Linked DNA regions of Danio rerio: regions 1 and 3 are each linked to region 2. Evidence: chromatin contacts called from public Hi-C and Micro-C data. All regions are on one chromosome and are shown on one strand. The core of a region is the stretch at or near the end of the contact, and the rest is flanking DNA. Distances in the headings are between cores, read along the strand shown. Region 1 holds the start of rrm2l (ribonucleotide reductase M2 polypeptide). Region 2 holds the start of emc7b (ER membrane protein complex subunit 7b). Region 3 holds the start of srsf5b (serine and arginine rich splicing factor 5b).

Evidence for each region. A called contact is a pair of places that touch in the nucleus more often than the background predicts.
Region 1: a Hi-C map of hematopoietic stem cells shows a contact between it and region 2, with 2.2 times the contacts expected there. The contact joins the promoter of rrm2l here to the promoter of emc7b in region 2. A contact is called at or near these places in 3 of 18 Hi-C or Micro-C datasets (caudal fin, hematopoietic stem cells and an unstated tissue).
Region 3: a contact with region 2 is called in a Micro-C map of caudal fin, with 4 times the contacts expected there. The contact joins the promoter of srsf5b here to the promoter of emc7b in region 2. A contact is called at or near these places in 1 of 18 Hi-C or Micro-C datasets (caudal fin) and 1 of 4 datasets of contacts at active chromatin or transcription factors (embryo).

The regions. Positions count from the first base shown.
Region 1 is chr20:32,250,623-32,255,488 of GRCz12tu, reverse strand. It overlaps rrm2l (ribonucleotide reductase M2 polypeptide), which reads left to right and starts at 1,384. Exons shown (of 10, transcript NM_131450.3): 1 at 1,384-1,656; 2 at 1,857-1,925; 3 at 2,929-3,075; 4 at 3,624-3,740; 5 at 4,038-4,171; 6 at 4,402-4,496; 7 at 4,614-4,747; 8 at 4,823-4,866. The coding sequence starts at 1,564. It overlaps LOC137488762 (small nucleolar RNA SNORD94), which reads left to right and starts at 4,203; the gene lies at 4,203-4,338.
Region 2 is chr20:31,952,146-31,956,813 of GRCz12tu, reverse strand. It overlaps emc7b (ER membrane protein complex subunit 7b), which reads right to left and starts at 2,343. Exons shown (of 5, transcript NM_001025515.2): 1 at 1,990-2,343; 2 at 159-278; 3 at 1-73. The coding sequence starts at 2,216. It overlaps katnbl1 (katanin p80 subunit B-like 1), which reads right to left. Exons shown (of 10, transcript NM_001006019.2): 9 at 4,646-4,668; 10 at 3,972-4,546. The coding sequence ends at 4,514.
Region 3 is chr20:31,619,350-31,623,822 of GRCz12tu, reverse strand. It overlaps srsf5b (serine and arginine rich splicing factor 5b), which reads left to right and starts at 2,338. Exons shown (of 8, transcript NM_001002610.1): 1 at 2,338-2,390; 2 at 2,630-2,758; 3 at 3,916-3,986. The coding sequence starts at 2,633. It also overlaps a transcript of susd6 not described here.

The DNA of each region.
Region 1 (4,866 bases), core at 135-2,634, 300 kb before region 2:
ATATATGAACAGTATGAATAATACATATATTAAACAAAGTATCTAATTAATGTATTTTAACAGTTAGATAAATTAATAATGTTGATCATTTTGATATTTTAGATTTGTGAAATGTTTTGTCTGTGGTGATAGTTGTCCTCCTGCCACTAGACTGCAGTATACTAAAACATGCAGCGATTCTCCCCCGCCCGACTGTGACCTCTTGGGCGTTTTTATTGGTGCTTATCCCGCGTCCTGGGAATGTTTTTGTTATGAAAAACAAAGGATCTATACTCGTTGACTAGTTGTAAAATACGTTTTCCGCTTAATTTGAGTTGTTTTTTTTATATGTCGAGTTTAAAAATAATCAACAAAGTCCGTTGGAGTTCGTGTTAACGGTTTAGTTGTGGTGAAGAACTGGCTAAACAGCTGAGAGATTATTGTGGTGTAAAGTTTGATCGGCAATAAAATACTGACACCTCTTTGATGACAGTAAATGTTATATTAATGATGTGGTATTAGTGATATTATTGATGTCCAATATACGTTAATCTTCGTGCTGAAGGACAGGAGAAACGACAACAAGACATTTACCTCTGTCATACGGAGGATTTGATGAAGGTATAATCACAAAAGATCACACGTGCAGTTTCATGTTCATTATTGAACGTGAATATTGAAGCTTTCTAAAGTATTTTAGGTTAGAGTATGACTTGATGTTGTGTATTTCGAAAATGTTTACTCAAATCTGGCGCGAAACCGCATCTTCCTGTCAGGCGGGTTTTGTTGTTGCAAATGGGTTTATGTCTGCCACGTTATAAAAGAGGTACGGAGAAATGTATTTCCCCAAACAACAGTCGATTGTTTTTATTATACAAGATATAATTATCTTAAAAACGTTTATTGTGCTTCGTTTATTGTGTCATTTGTATGTGATCGACAGCTGCAGTCTTTGTGACTTGAATAAATTCACTGATAGTTAACGTTACATGCTTTATTTACTTCTAATTCAGTAATTTTGCTTTGAAATAATAACAGATGCAAGCACATCAGTGTAAAGGACATCTACGGTAACAGAAAAGACATCTACGGTATATAAACCGTTTACTTGAGTGTGGAGTAAAATTATACACATTTATTAAAGTATATCGAACATAAAAATAAAAACATTAAGATTTCACAAATGTATAGTTTTATTTCATATTCGCGCCCTTTTAAACCTGTTTGTATGGTTTTGTAATACTTTGCAACCCCCAATATGTTTGAATTTCCCGCGAGGTGCAGCTCTTACGTGACGCGGTGGAGAAATCTGATTGGTTCATCTGATGAACGAGTTAAAAGGACCAAACAAAGCCGGGGAGTTTGCTCTTTCCCCATTGGCTGAGAATAAGCGCCAAGAATCGAATATAAAAAGCGTATCCGGCATTCATACTTAGTGTTATCTTCGCTTCAGCTGGACCGTAGACCTGCTAGCTCTTAGTTTTGCTTTTATTTATTTCTAGTTAACTTTGTTTTAGAAGTTGTCTTTATTTTTAACCTTTAACTTATCCTCGTTTTGTTTTACCAAACACTCCAAGCTTTACAATGTCGTCCACTCGCTCTCCCCTGAAAACCAAGAATGAAAACACAATCTCTACTAAAATGAATAACATGTCCTTTGTGGACAAAGAAAACACGGTAAGTTTGTTTCTTTGACTTTACTTTTAACGAACCGCAATTATTGTAACTACTGCGTAGTCATGCGACCCGTAAGTTACATTTTTAGGCTCTCAAGAGTAGCTCTATACGCGCATATAACATAAAATACGAATATTACTTTAAATACAGCTACTAGGTAGTTGTGTTGTGTTGTAAAATGTGATTTGTTTTGTCCTCAGCCACCCAGTTTGAGCTCCACCAGAATCCTGGCGTCCAAAACGGCGCGCAAAATCTTTGATGAATCAGAGGTCAGTCCACTTTTACTTCGTCTCTGCACGTGTCTTCAGAATGAGCTAATATTATGCATGTTTATCTGATGTGGTATTAAATGTTTATCGACTTCTGGAGCGATGTCTTTAAGTTGTAGATAAAATTTGGCGGATTCTGAGCGCGCTAAGTTGGGCAGGTAACATCAAACTTATCCGGGTCTTTTTGGAAGAACAATGGCTCATTAAACTAGTCCAGCTGAACGGAATTAAAAACGATTACTTAAAACTAGGGTGATTTTTGTGTTTTATGCTAGTTAATAAAACAATGCATGAGTTTGGCGGGCGATTAGCTTGAGCTGATGTAATGTTGCATAAACGACGCAGAGTGTATGCTAAACATGCACTTTAAAGTGCGAATACTCCTTTTCTGTACAATTCGATCAATATTTAGATGGTTTTCTTATATTTGCACAACTTGGTCTGGTCAATCAGAAAAGCTCTTGTTTTGCCGAAAAAATATAGACCGGAAGTAGTATTACTGGGAATGATCAATGCACCAAAAGCAAACAAGATGGTCTTATTACTATTATTATTTATTTGTTTTCTGGTAAACGAAGGAAATCGTGCTAATATTCCAAGTTACAAGAAGTGGAAACCCAAATGGTGTATATAAAATGTTTGATACTTTAATACAGCTGAGTCTTCTCGTTCATACAAGCAACAACTTTCCATTATCTAAGACTTTTTTTTTTTTTTTTTTTTTTTTTTGGGAAATGAGAACCAAAGCTAACCAGACTTTAACGAACATTGTCAAATGCTAGCTTAGTTAGTAGCTTAGTTTTTAGTATATTTTTTATATACCATTGAATAACTTGCTATTATTATTTTTTACAAAATGGTCAAGAATTGCAAGTCTTGAATAAAATGGTTAATAGCCCAAACAGAAATGAGCTTATTGCTAAAGATTGTTTTTATCCTAGTTACATGCACCATAAGCCCTAACTCATGTTAGTTTGTTACATCAAACATGTTTTAATTGCAGGGGCAGTCGAAAGCAAAGAAAGGAGCAGTGGAGGAGGAGCCTCTTCTGAAGGAGAACCCCCATCGCTTTGTCATTTTCCCAATTCAGTATCATGACATCTGGCAGATGTACAAGAAGGCAGAGGCCTCTTTCTGGACAGCTGAGGAGGTGAACTTTAAAACATAACACCTTAACACCTAGAAATGCCTCCATTTAATATGCTGTCCTTACTAGGTGCACCGGTCAATCTGGTTTTGTCAAAGATCCTGAAAATTAGCATAAATATGAATGAGAAATTTATTAGAATTGATTTAAATTAGAGTATCTAATTAATAAATTTAGCAAAGTTTTTAATAAACATGTACCAAATCAGCAATTTAATATTCCTGCAAAAGTGCTAGCCATTTATCAAAACATGACCAAAGAGACAAGTTTACGAATTTAACATGCATTTATTAGTCAAATTTACAAGTTATTTTTTTTCACAACTAGTGCTCTTTAAATGTACTTGATATAATTAATCCTCCTTGTTCTCAAGCTATTAAGTAACTTGTCCTTTTCAGTGTGTTCTAATGGCCCTGAATATAATTTAAATGTCATTTAAAATTTGCATATTGCCCTTGGCTAATAGTTTAATGTAACATTCAGCCTTTATTTGCTAGCATGCTTTTTATAGTTGCAATGTTTTGAACACTTGGGTTTTTATTTTTTCTAAGGTTGATCTGTCCAAAGATCTGCAACACTGGGATTCCCTGAAAGACGAGGAGAGATATTTCATCTCCCATGTTCTGGCTTTCTTTGCTGCAAGTGATGGCATTGTCAATGAGAACTTGGTAAGCTCATAGGCAAACATTTACAGCCTGGCTGTCAGTCAATTTCTGAAGGGCCACAGTTTTGCTTTAGCCCTCATCAAACACAGCTGATCTAAATAATCTGTTCAAAAGAATCTTGAACCCTTAATTGGCTGCATCAGATGTTTGGTTAGGGTTGAAACAACTGCAGCGCTGTGGCCCCCTTCAGAAATTGACTTATACCTATGATTTTACAGGATTTAATTTTTTCCCTCCCCCCCTTTTTTTTAATTTATTTATTTTGTTAATTGGTCCTTACCACTTGTCTTCTGACTCTAGGTGGAGCGTTTCACTCAGGAGGTCCAGGTGACTGAAGCCCGCTGCTTCTATGGCTTCCAGATAGCAATGGAAAACATCCACTCAGAAATGTACAGCCTGTTGATTGACACCTACATTAAAGATTCTAAAGAGAGGTAAGTGTTTGGACCCGTTTTGAGGTTATTGGGAGCAATGATGAGTGGCGCAGGGGTACGTACCTCAGCTGATAATGGGAGCTGAGTGTTGACTGCTCAAAATCAGTGGACATGTGGTCAGCTGGTTGTAGGGTGTCAGCACGAAATTATCGCCTTGACTGAGCTCCCTAAAAATGCTCTTGTAAATGGTACCTAGTCATTTATCTGACTAATGAAATTGTTTTCTGTAGGGAATTTTTGTTCAATGCCATTGAGACAATGCCATGTGTAAAGAAGAAGGCTGACTGGGCACTCAACTGGATTGGTGATAAAAATGCACGATATGGTATGTTATAAACATACTTTATTAAAAAGGGGAAAAAAAAGAAAAATAATTATAATAAAGTATTAAAGGAAGTTTATTATTAAGTGACCGCTAATTTAAGTCTTGCACTGGTTACAGGTGAGAGAGTGGTGGCCTTTGCTGCAGTGGAGGGAATCTTCTTCTCTGGGTCTTTTGCTTCTATTTTCTGGCTAAAGAAGAGGGGACTCATGCCTGGACTCACCTTCTCCAATGAGCTGATCAGCAGAGATGAGGTAACCCTTTTGTCTACCTTAACCCTAGTATGCACCTATTGTAGAATGTGGTACTAATGTTTCTTATTCTTGCAGGGTCTTCATTGCGACTTCGCCTGCCTCATGTTTAAACACTTGAT
Region 2 (4,668 bases), core at 1,094-3,593:
ACCGGCTCTGATCTGAAGAGGATATGGCTGACGAATAACTTCAGAGGTTTTGATGTAATTCACCAGGCGTGCCCTACGGGTCAAAAAAAAAAACGGAGATTAACAGAGGTGTACAAAAAGTTGTGTCAGAAGGGAGGATAATTACTAATGTTAGCTACCTCATTTTCCCTTTGGAGGTGATGTCCACCCTAACAGGTTCAAATCTGAAAGATGGCGATACAATTTCAACCACATATGAGCCAGAGGGCACATCGTTGACAGCAAAGCTCCCATCAGTCCTACGAAGGAAATTGATGCAGTTGAAAATGCATGATAAGGGTGATAAATTGAAATAAAAATGTAATCGTCATGCACATCTTGTCAGGGAAGCATGTTTGTGTCATCAGTAGTAAATCTAGTTGTAAGTCCAGAGGGGGCTCTCATTCAAAACCTCTAAACATTTAACGAAGAAACTGAGGAAATTTACAAATTGTAGCATTTTAAACAGAATATGTCTACTATTTGCACAAGTACAGAATCATCTCACAGAAGGGTTTATTTTAAAGACAGACTGAAGTTATTAAAGGGATAGCTCCCCCAAAAACAAAAATGATGTCATCATTTACTAAACTTTTACTTTCACAAACCAGTTTGAGATTTTTTGTTCTGTTGAACACAAAAGATGATAATTTGAAGAAAGTTAAACCTGTAACTATTGACTTCAGTAGTAAGTGTTTTTCTTACTATGGATGTCAATGGTTAAAGGATTTCAACTGTCTTCAGAATCAGAATTGGTTTTATTGCCAAGTGTGCTTTACACATACAAGGGATTTGTTTTGGCTACAAATGCTCCCAGTGTACATATTACATAAAGTGACAAGTAACAACACCAAAAAATATGAGATAATACAACAAACATGAAACGGAGATGCAATTAGACAAAAGAGGATGGATGATGAATTGTATGTACAGATGTGTTATAAATATACAGGTTACATAAGGTGCTGCGTACAAATGCTAAGATCTCTAAAATATCTTAGTTTGTGTTCAACAGAATAAAGGTTTGGAACCACTCGAGGGTGAGTAAATTATTATTTTAGGATGAATTATCCATTTCTCAGTGTTGGATTGCAGCTGGAAGCGCATCCGCTGCATAAAACATATGCAGGATAAGTTGTTGGTTCATTCTGATGTGGCAATCCTCTTATTATTAAAGAAACTAAGCTGTAAGGAAAATGAATGAAGGAATTATCTATTTAAGTGAGTGTGTCATTTTCAAGTGCAGCATTTACTACACAGAACCGGTCTCCTGATATTTTGTCCTACCCATCAAATTATGCTACCAACAACACTGTGTTTGAATGGTTCTGAGGTTGAGGTTGAGGTTAGGGCGATATTTAAGCTTCATATCACACTACTCCACATTAAAACGTACACTGGTTGCATAATATGAGTACCATATTTCGTCATCAAAATATGCTACCTACTTTTTGAAGGGGAGGTAGGACAATCTGACAAGGTGGGACAAATCGACTATTATTACTTAATGGTCATCTCGTTGTAAATATCCGCTTAAACCTCTCTATCTCAAAGCATTTACTGGAGATTTAAGTTAACTTACTAGAACAAGTGCTGAAAAAGACACCCCGACATTTTTTTCCGCACTCTCTCTGAACTCGCTACTTGATCCAATAACACCGGGACGTTAATCTGCCTTTTTTGACATAACTTAACTCCGGCTTTAAAGTTACCGATTAAATTAACATGAAAATCGCCTTCGTTTGACGTTAATCGCCCAGCAGTTACGTGCTATGACATTACACACAACTTTTTGTCAACATATTGTTTCACATTAGGAAGACGAATTTATGGTTCAAACAAGGCAATCATAATATAGATTGTGGTTCTGCGAGTGTTGTGAGGCGCTGTTGTACATCCAGCATTACTGACACACAAACGGTTGTTTACATCACTCTGTTTGACGTTAGCCTAGCAGCTAAAAATACTCACTTGAGAAAACCAACATATTCCTCCCCTTCCACCAGGACTCGGGCAGTCGAGATCCAGTCTTGTGTTTTCACTCCGGGAACGATCGCTCGTCCTTCGATTTTAAAGCGGTCTCCGTTGGACTGAGAAGCTGCGACAGGCCCCGGCTCTGGGTCAGAAAACCCCCATGACAACACAAACAAAGCCTGCAGCGCTATATATACATCTAACAAACGCTTTATGTGTGGCATTGTGCTTTGACACACGATATTTATGACGTTTAAAATGTACAATTTATCTATACGCGTCAATCCAATGCGCTCGAAAAGGACTCAGATGAGGACAGTCAATGGTAAGCGGAACTCACACTGCAAAGACACCGGAAGAAAATCTGTAAGGCCACGTGACACTCTGGGTGGGATCTATTTTTTACAGGCTATGGGTGGGATCAGAGCTTAGAATCGAGAATCATAGGTGATTCAATGCTCTGGTAGGATCGAGTCTTTCAAAAGACAACTGATCAATTGTACAACATCACGTGGTTTCGATCCGATTTATATTGTCAATATAAACAGGTAGATATTTTATACTCACTGTATTATGTTTTAAAAAAAAAAAAAAAAAATTTATATATATATATATATATATATATATATATATATATATATATATATAATTTGATTGTATGTGGTTCCTATATATAATACGTTTTAAAGAATTAAAAAAATAATTTTTGGATTATTTATATGAATTATATCTATTGTTATTAATGTTAATGTAAACTAATGAGCTTATATAAAAAAACTCAAGCTGATTTTACTGTTTATTACTATTTTTCTTCAACAAATATTTTTATGGACCCCTAAGTGGTCCCCTGACTCATTTAAAATAAATGAATAAACAAATAAATAAATAAATACTTCTTAACATTACAATATTGAATAGAACTGAAGAAAATCACAACAATGTGATTTTGATTCTCAAGGTTACACAAGTAGCACATAAAATATCCCAAACTGATCCCCTTACACCCATAAATAACCAAATTTTCTGTTTACTATGACTATAGTTATTGTTACGATAATATAGCAATTATGGTAATTATTTAGTTTTTGTTTTACTTTCTTGTCACACAGTTGCAATCATATATTTATTAACTTAAAACCAGTTTAGTGTGAATGTTGATTAATTACGTTTTAATCTAATTAAAATCTAATGTATTTTAATCTCTTAAACGAGTACAATTAGAGACATACAAATATTTATAGTGCATGTAAATTTCTTTTGTTGATTAATAATAATTTCCAGTGAACGCTTAGGTCAAATGAGTTGTTGACAAAGCAGTTTCATGAATCATCTCTGCATCTCCACTGAATATTATTGTAAAAAACTGAATTAGGTTTTCGGCTTTAATAAGTTCTTTTAGTTTCGGAAGGGTTTGATAGTAGGGCTGCACATTGCTGGAGAAATATGCCTTATTACTGTTGAGTATAACGGTCTTACAATATAACACTTCTCTAGTTTATTAGCCATGTTTTAAATAAATTACTTATTGATATTAAAATAAATAGGTAAAAGATTTTTTTTTAGATCCAATTATTCTAATTCAGAGAAAAACAGTGTCAATGTGAAAACAAATACTTGGAAGGTGAGGTTAAATATAGTAAGCATCTGATTGGCCAAATTTAGATAAACAGCCAATGCATAAATGTAATTTATCGCATTTTTGCAATATGTATATTGCATATCCCATAAGCACGATGATCATTTTGCTAAATGTTGTAAAGGATCTTTCTTTATACATCAGTGAAAGAAAGAGATATTCACACAAAAAAAAAAAAAAATATTTCTCTCTAATGTGGTTTTTAATCAGGCAGCCATTGACTTCTATCGCAGAAAAAAGGGTTACCAGCATTTTTCAAAACATCTTTTGCGTTCAACAAATGAAGGGCTAGTAAAAGATGAGAATTTTCACATTTGTGTGAACTATCCCCTTAAAAAAAACATGCATTTAATATATAAATATTCATACAAAACATTTAGATTATGTCAATTTATTTGAAAGCCGATTAAAAGAAAAATCACTATGTACACATGACACTCAAATATTCATTCACGATCAGGCAACAGACGACAAAACAAAAACAACACTAATAACTTAAAACTCCTGCAATTCAAGTGCGTGACTGAAAAAACATCCGATAAAGGTACACTTACACAATCACATCCACTTAAGCAGATTCACACCATGGCACTACAAGTGCAACAGTTAAAACGTCTGCTTGGCACTTCAGTGAGTCGCCTGATTCCAGAGAGTCTCATGGAGTTGATTATGTGCCCCTAAGCAAGTCCACTTCAATGTGAAGCAGTCATTCGGTGCCTGCAGGAAGAGTTCCTCCTCCAGTGCTGAAATTGGAGTGTCTGAATTGTTCAGTTCATCTACCCCCAATTCACCACAGTCTACTGAGTTCAGATTCATCAACCTCAAGAGCTTAAAATACACCAAGAGTTTATAGTGGTTTTCTCCTTAGTGTGCTACATTGATACATCAGCGCAGTTGTGACACATATGATTCGATGACCTGTGAAAGAAAACAAGAGGATAAGGAAATAGGCAAGACACATTTTTTGTAAAACACTGCAGTCTTTCACTTTACAAAGTTGATGATTGAATTATCCACCTTTGCAGTTTCTCCTACAGTTC
Region 3 (4,473 bases), core at 1,089-3,588, 330 kb after region 2:
TTTCAGACATATTTATATTAACGTCTCGACGTTTAAAGAGTTAAGAAGTCAATATTTGGTGCAATAAGCCTGGATTTTTAATCGAAACAAAAAAAAAAATAATTTGTTGTTCTGATTAACTCTCTTTTTTAAAATTACTATTTTTTTATTTGAACTTTTAAGAAAATCAGTCCAGGATACTTAAACCCATAACTAATAAATCCAATTAATCCACAAAAACTGAGATTTTATAAGAATTTAAATTATTTCTGTTTTAATTTCAAAACAGCTGCAGAAAATGGCCTTGTTCTTCACTCGTGATGTTCTTTTGGCAAACGTACATTTGAAAAACCAATGAATCTTTTGTTTAAGATGCTTTTTCTTCGTGTTTTACATCCTTGTCCATTGGACTTTGCCACTTCGTATGTATATTCCCTTGTGTTTGGTGCGAGATTCTGATGTTTATCATCATGCATCAAATATATATATATTTTGTGTGTCTGACTTTGGAGAGAGAGAGAGAGAGAGAGAGAGAGAGAGAGAGAGAGAGAGAGGGCAAATTTGCCTGTCTGCACATCCTCAGTTGAGTGTTCCTGGCTTGTTTCTGTATATTGATTTTTTTTTTTTTGGTTTTGTTCATGCAAACTGAAGGCAAGATATTACTGCTGCCTTAAAACTTGTACATTTCATACATTTCTCACTTTGTAATCATGTGTTTCTACCATCTCACTGGCTTTATGGTAATTTGTCTTCAGTTTCCTTATGGCCTTACTTTTTGTTTTCTATGCATAAACATTGTCTTGTTGATTTCCAGACGTAGGGTCTTACTCCTTTGGAGGATGTGACATAAGATTGTCTACACGTACTTCCTCAGATGCGTTTTTATTTTCCAGTGAACATGAAAGTTGTTTAGTTTAAAAAAAAAAGGATGCAAGTTTAAAAAAGGATATCCAGGATGTGTGTGAAACACTGTTGTACGGTGTTTTTTCTGCAAATGTAATTTAAGTTGACTCATCCACTCAGCTCCCCATCCCTCATTACACTTCTTTTGGTTTTCCTCTGTACATTGCTGTGGGTGTGAAAATAGTATTTTAATATTTGTATAAAGTTTAATTTAATTCTACAGTGTGTATATAACTATTTCTAATTAAAGCTTTCATTTGAAGTGCACATGTGGTTTGTGTATTTTGGTGTTCGTCAAGGGGTTATTTACTCTATAGACCATTTCAGTGTGGTCACGTCATTGGGCCATGAACATTTCCTGCTTGTTGTCAAACTATTTCATAACCGTAACAAGGGGCGATTCAATCATAATGTTAAAACTGCCATCATAACATTATTCATCAACATGTGACTCTTTTAGGTTATTGATAAGCTATGGCAATTAAAATGTTAAACAGGAAATACATTAGGACCATTGGTATTGTTTACATCCCTCAAAATGGTCTATAAATGCATTCAACCATCTATTAAATTGTTAAATTCCTTAATGTTGTGCGATGGCTCCATCTAGTGGTGGATCTTCGTATGAACGTTTTAGATGTAGCAACTACGAATCATTTCTGCTAGTCGATTCTTTTGAACAGTTTATTCACTGATAAAAGAACAATTCGCTGCAATGTATGCACATTGTTTTAACCTTTTTATCAAATAATAATCAAGTAAAAATAAAAGGTCCGACTCGTTTTCGCTAGTTGGTTCAGTTGAACAGTTTAATTAAAGAGCCGACTCAAACGAATCATAACTCTATTACCTGGATCTTGTATTTTCTAGAATCTTGTTTATTTGATCAATCTGGGTTATTATTTACACCAACTGAAGCTACTGAAACTAATTTGCAAAATAAATTGACGTTTTTGAGCAGTCAGAATCCGTTAAACTATTAAAATAATAGCTGATTCGTGAATTGTTGTTTGTTTTTTGTAAACCAGTTCAAGTGGTTTGAAGAACAGCTACGGTATTTACTTAGACTATATTAAATATTTTATGGTCAGAATAAAGATGTCGGTCATTGTTATTAAGTTAATAGACTAATAAACGAAACACTACACATTATTTTGTTTTATCCTTTATATGCTTTCAATTATAATAAGCACAGTAAAATTAAAGTCCCTTAAGTTGTAGCTATAATTTATTTTATGTATTCTATAGTCTTTGGTGATATTCACAGTTTAATACGAAGATACGTTAAGCCTCTGTCGCCAAGGCCATACATTTACATTGTGTGTACTTGGCAATAAAGCTGATTGTAGTGTGTCACAGTTGTTCTCATCTCGTCCTCTGTTCTGAACTGATCTCAGATCAGCGCTGAGCGTCGCTCTCCGCTCTACATTTATTGACTGACTCCATTTTGTGTGAGGAGCTGTTCGCACGCAGACACGACACATTCACAGGAGAACCATTAAACAGAGGTATGTTGCCTGAAATAAAATGTTCATCTGAGTTTAGAATTTAACGGGTGTGTTGTTAAATCAACTGTTTTGCTTTGTGATTCGTTATTTAACGAGCTCTGTTTGAATAACGTTATGGGTTGTGGTTCATAAAGGCCTCAAGCCTTCATTGATTCAGAAATGCGTCGGTGTTTGGCTCTTGCAGAATGTAAGTATCGTTATTTGATGACTGTTTTCATGCAATGGTCTTTGATTTAAAGAGGATGAGCGGTTGTCGTATTTTCATCGGTCGGTTAAACCCCTCTGCGCGGGAGAAGGACGTCGAGCGCTTCTTCAAGGGCTACGGGAGAATCAGAGACATCGACCTCAAACGAGGCTTCGGTTTTGTGGTAAGTTTGGAAAGCCTTATAGACATTTTCCTCAACATTATAATGAGCGTGCTATTGACATAAGAGCATGCAGTGGTATTGCATAGGAAGAAGCGTCTATTACTGGCCTAACCTCAGTTGGGTTACCTGATAGGCTGTTTCAAAACATGGTGTGCTGACTACATAGGCTGCGCTATGGGTACCTATTGTAATGGACAGCTTTTGTCTATTAAATCGATATGTTATAAAATCAGAGTGTTTTAAAACCATGCCCCTCATAAGCCAACAGTGGTTTTGTTATAATAAAGGTGTAGTTGCCGTCGTTGTTGGCACATTGATTACAATTTGTTTAATCACAATTTTCTACATATACCATGGTTAATACTTTAACTGTTTTCCAGTAGGTTTTTTTTGTCTAAATCTGAACTTAACTTGACAAACTGTATAAATATCAAGTTTGAATAAAAAAAAAAAAAAAGTAATCCTTAAAGAAGCTTAACATGAATGTTAGCTTGCCTTAGTTTAATTACAAAAAATATTTAGAAATGTATTTTTTTAGTGAAAAAGTGATTTTTTTTTTTGTCAGGGGCTTATTTAATTTAAAACTGTAAATGTATGCTTATTGTTATATATTTTCAAATACAATATCATTCAGATGTTCGGGAAAGTCATATTCTACTTTTAAGTTATATTTTTAAGTTATATTTCAGCATCTTTTAAATCAGACTTCAGCATCACATGATCTTAAATCAGTGATCTCTTTGATTAATGTATTTTGATTAATTGGCTACAAATTTATTTAATGAAAATAAAATGAAATGTTTGCAGAATAAATGTATACATTTCTTTTGAAACAATCTCAGTAACCCCAACTTTATAGACAGTAGTGTACACAATATAAAAATATATAAAGAATATTGAAGTCTTTTTTGTTCTAATAGCCAATTCACGCTAATAGCCTAGTGGTTAAGTGCGCCGACATATAGCACCATGGTGCTCACGGCGACCCAAGTTTGATTCCCGACTTGAGGTCCTTTGCCAATCTTTCCCCTTTTTCTGCTCCCCACACTTTCCTGTCTGTAACCTCCACTGTGCTATCCAAATTAAAGGTGAAAACTTCCTAAAATAATAAGAAAGATTAGGATCACATGTAAATGTCCTTTTCTTGTTTCCTGCAGGAATTTGATGATCCAAGAGATGCTGAAGATGCTGTTTATGAGCTTGATGGAAAAGAGCTCTGCAATGAGAGGTATGTTTTCCATCTGTGCCAATTTCACTACACCCTGTATTATCTCAGCAAAAAAAAGAGAAAATCTAAAGGCTTTGATGCACCAACATCTAAGAACTTGTGGCGACAAATGCTAACTGTGCTCTCGCCTCAAATGGACTGCATCTCAGCCAGAATGCACTCAAAGAAAAGGCAGACTGTAAGCTAGCATGTTCGACCTACGCAAAGAAATAACTGTACATTAGCAGGTATCAATAGACTGTATTCCTCATTCAAAAAAGTACTTGGAATGAGGACTGCAGAATATACAAAGCATAAACAAAGCAGAGCTCGCTTACCATTTTGAATATCAGTCATGCTCATCGCATTCTTCATTTCAGGCAGCTGATGCGGTCATAAAAATATTTGCTGATATGTCTCTGGACCACTTAAACACACCTATAAATTGCAAGTGTGTATTTGTGGAAAGTGTCAAAATTATAGCTTTTTATTTCATGGCCAAAATCAA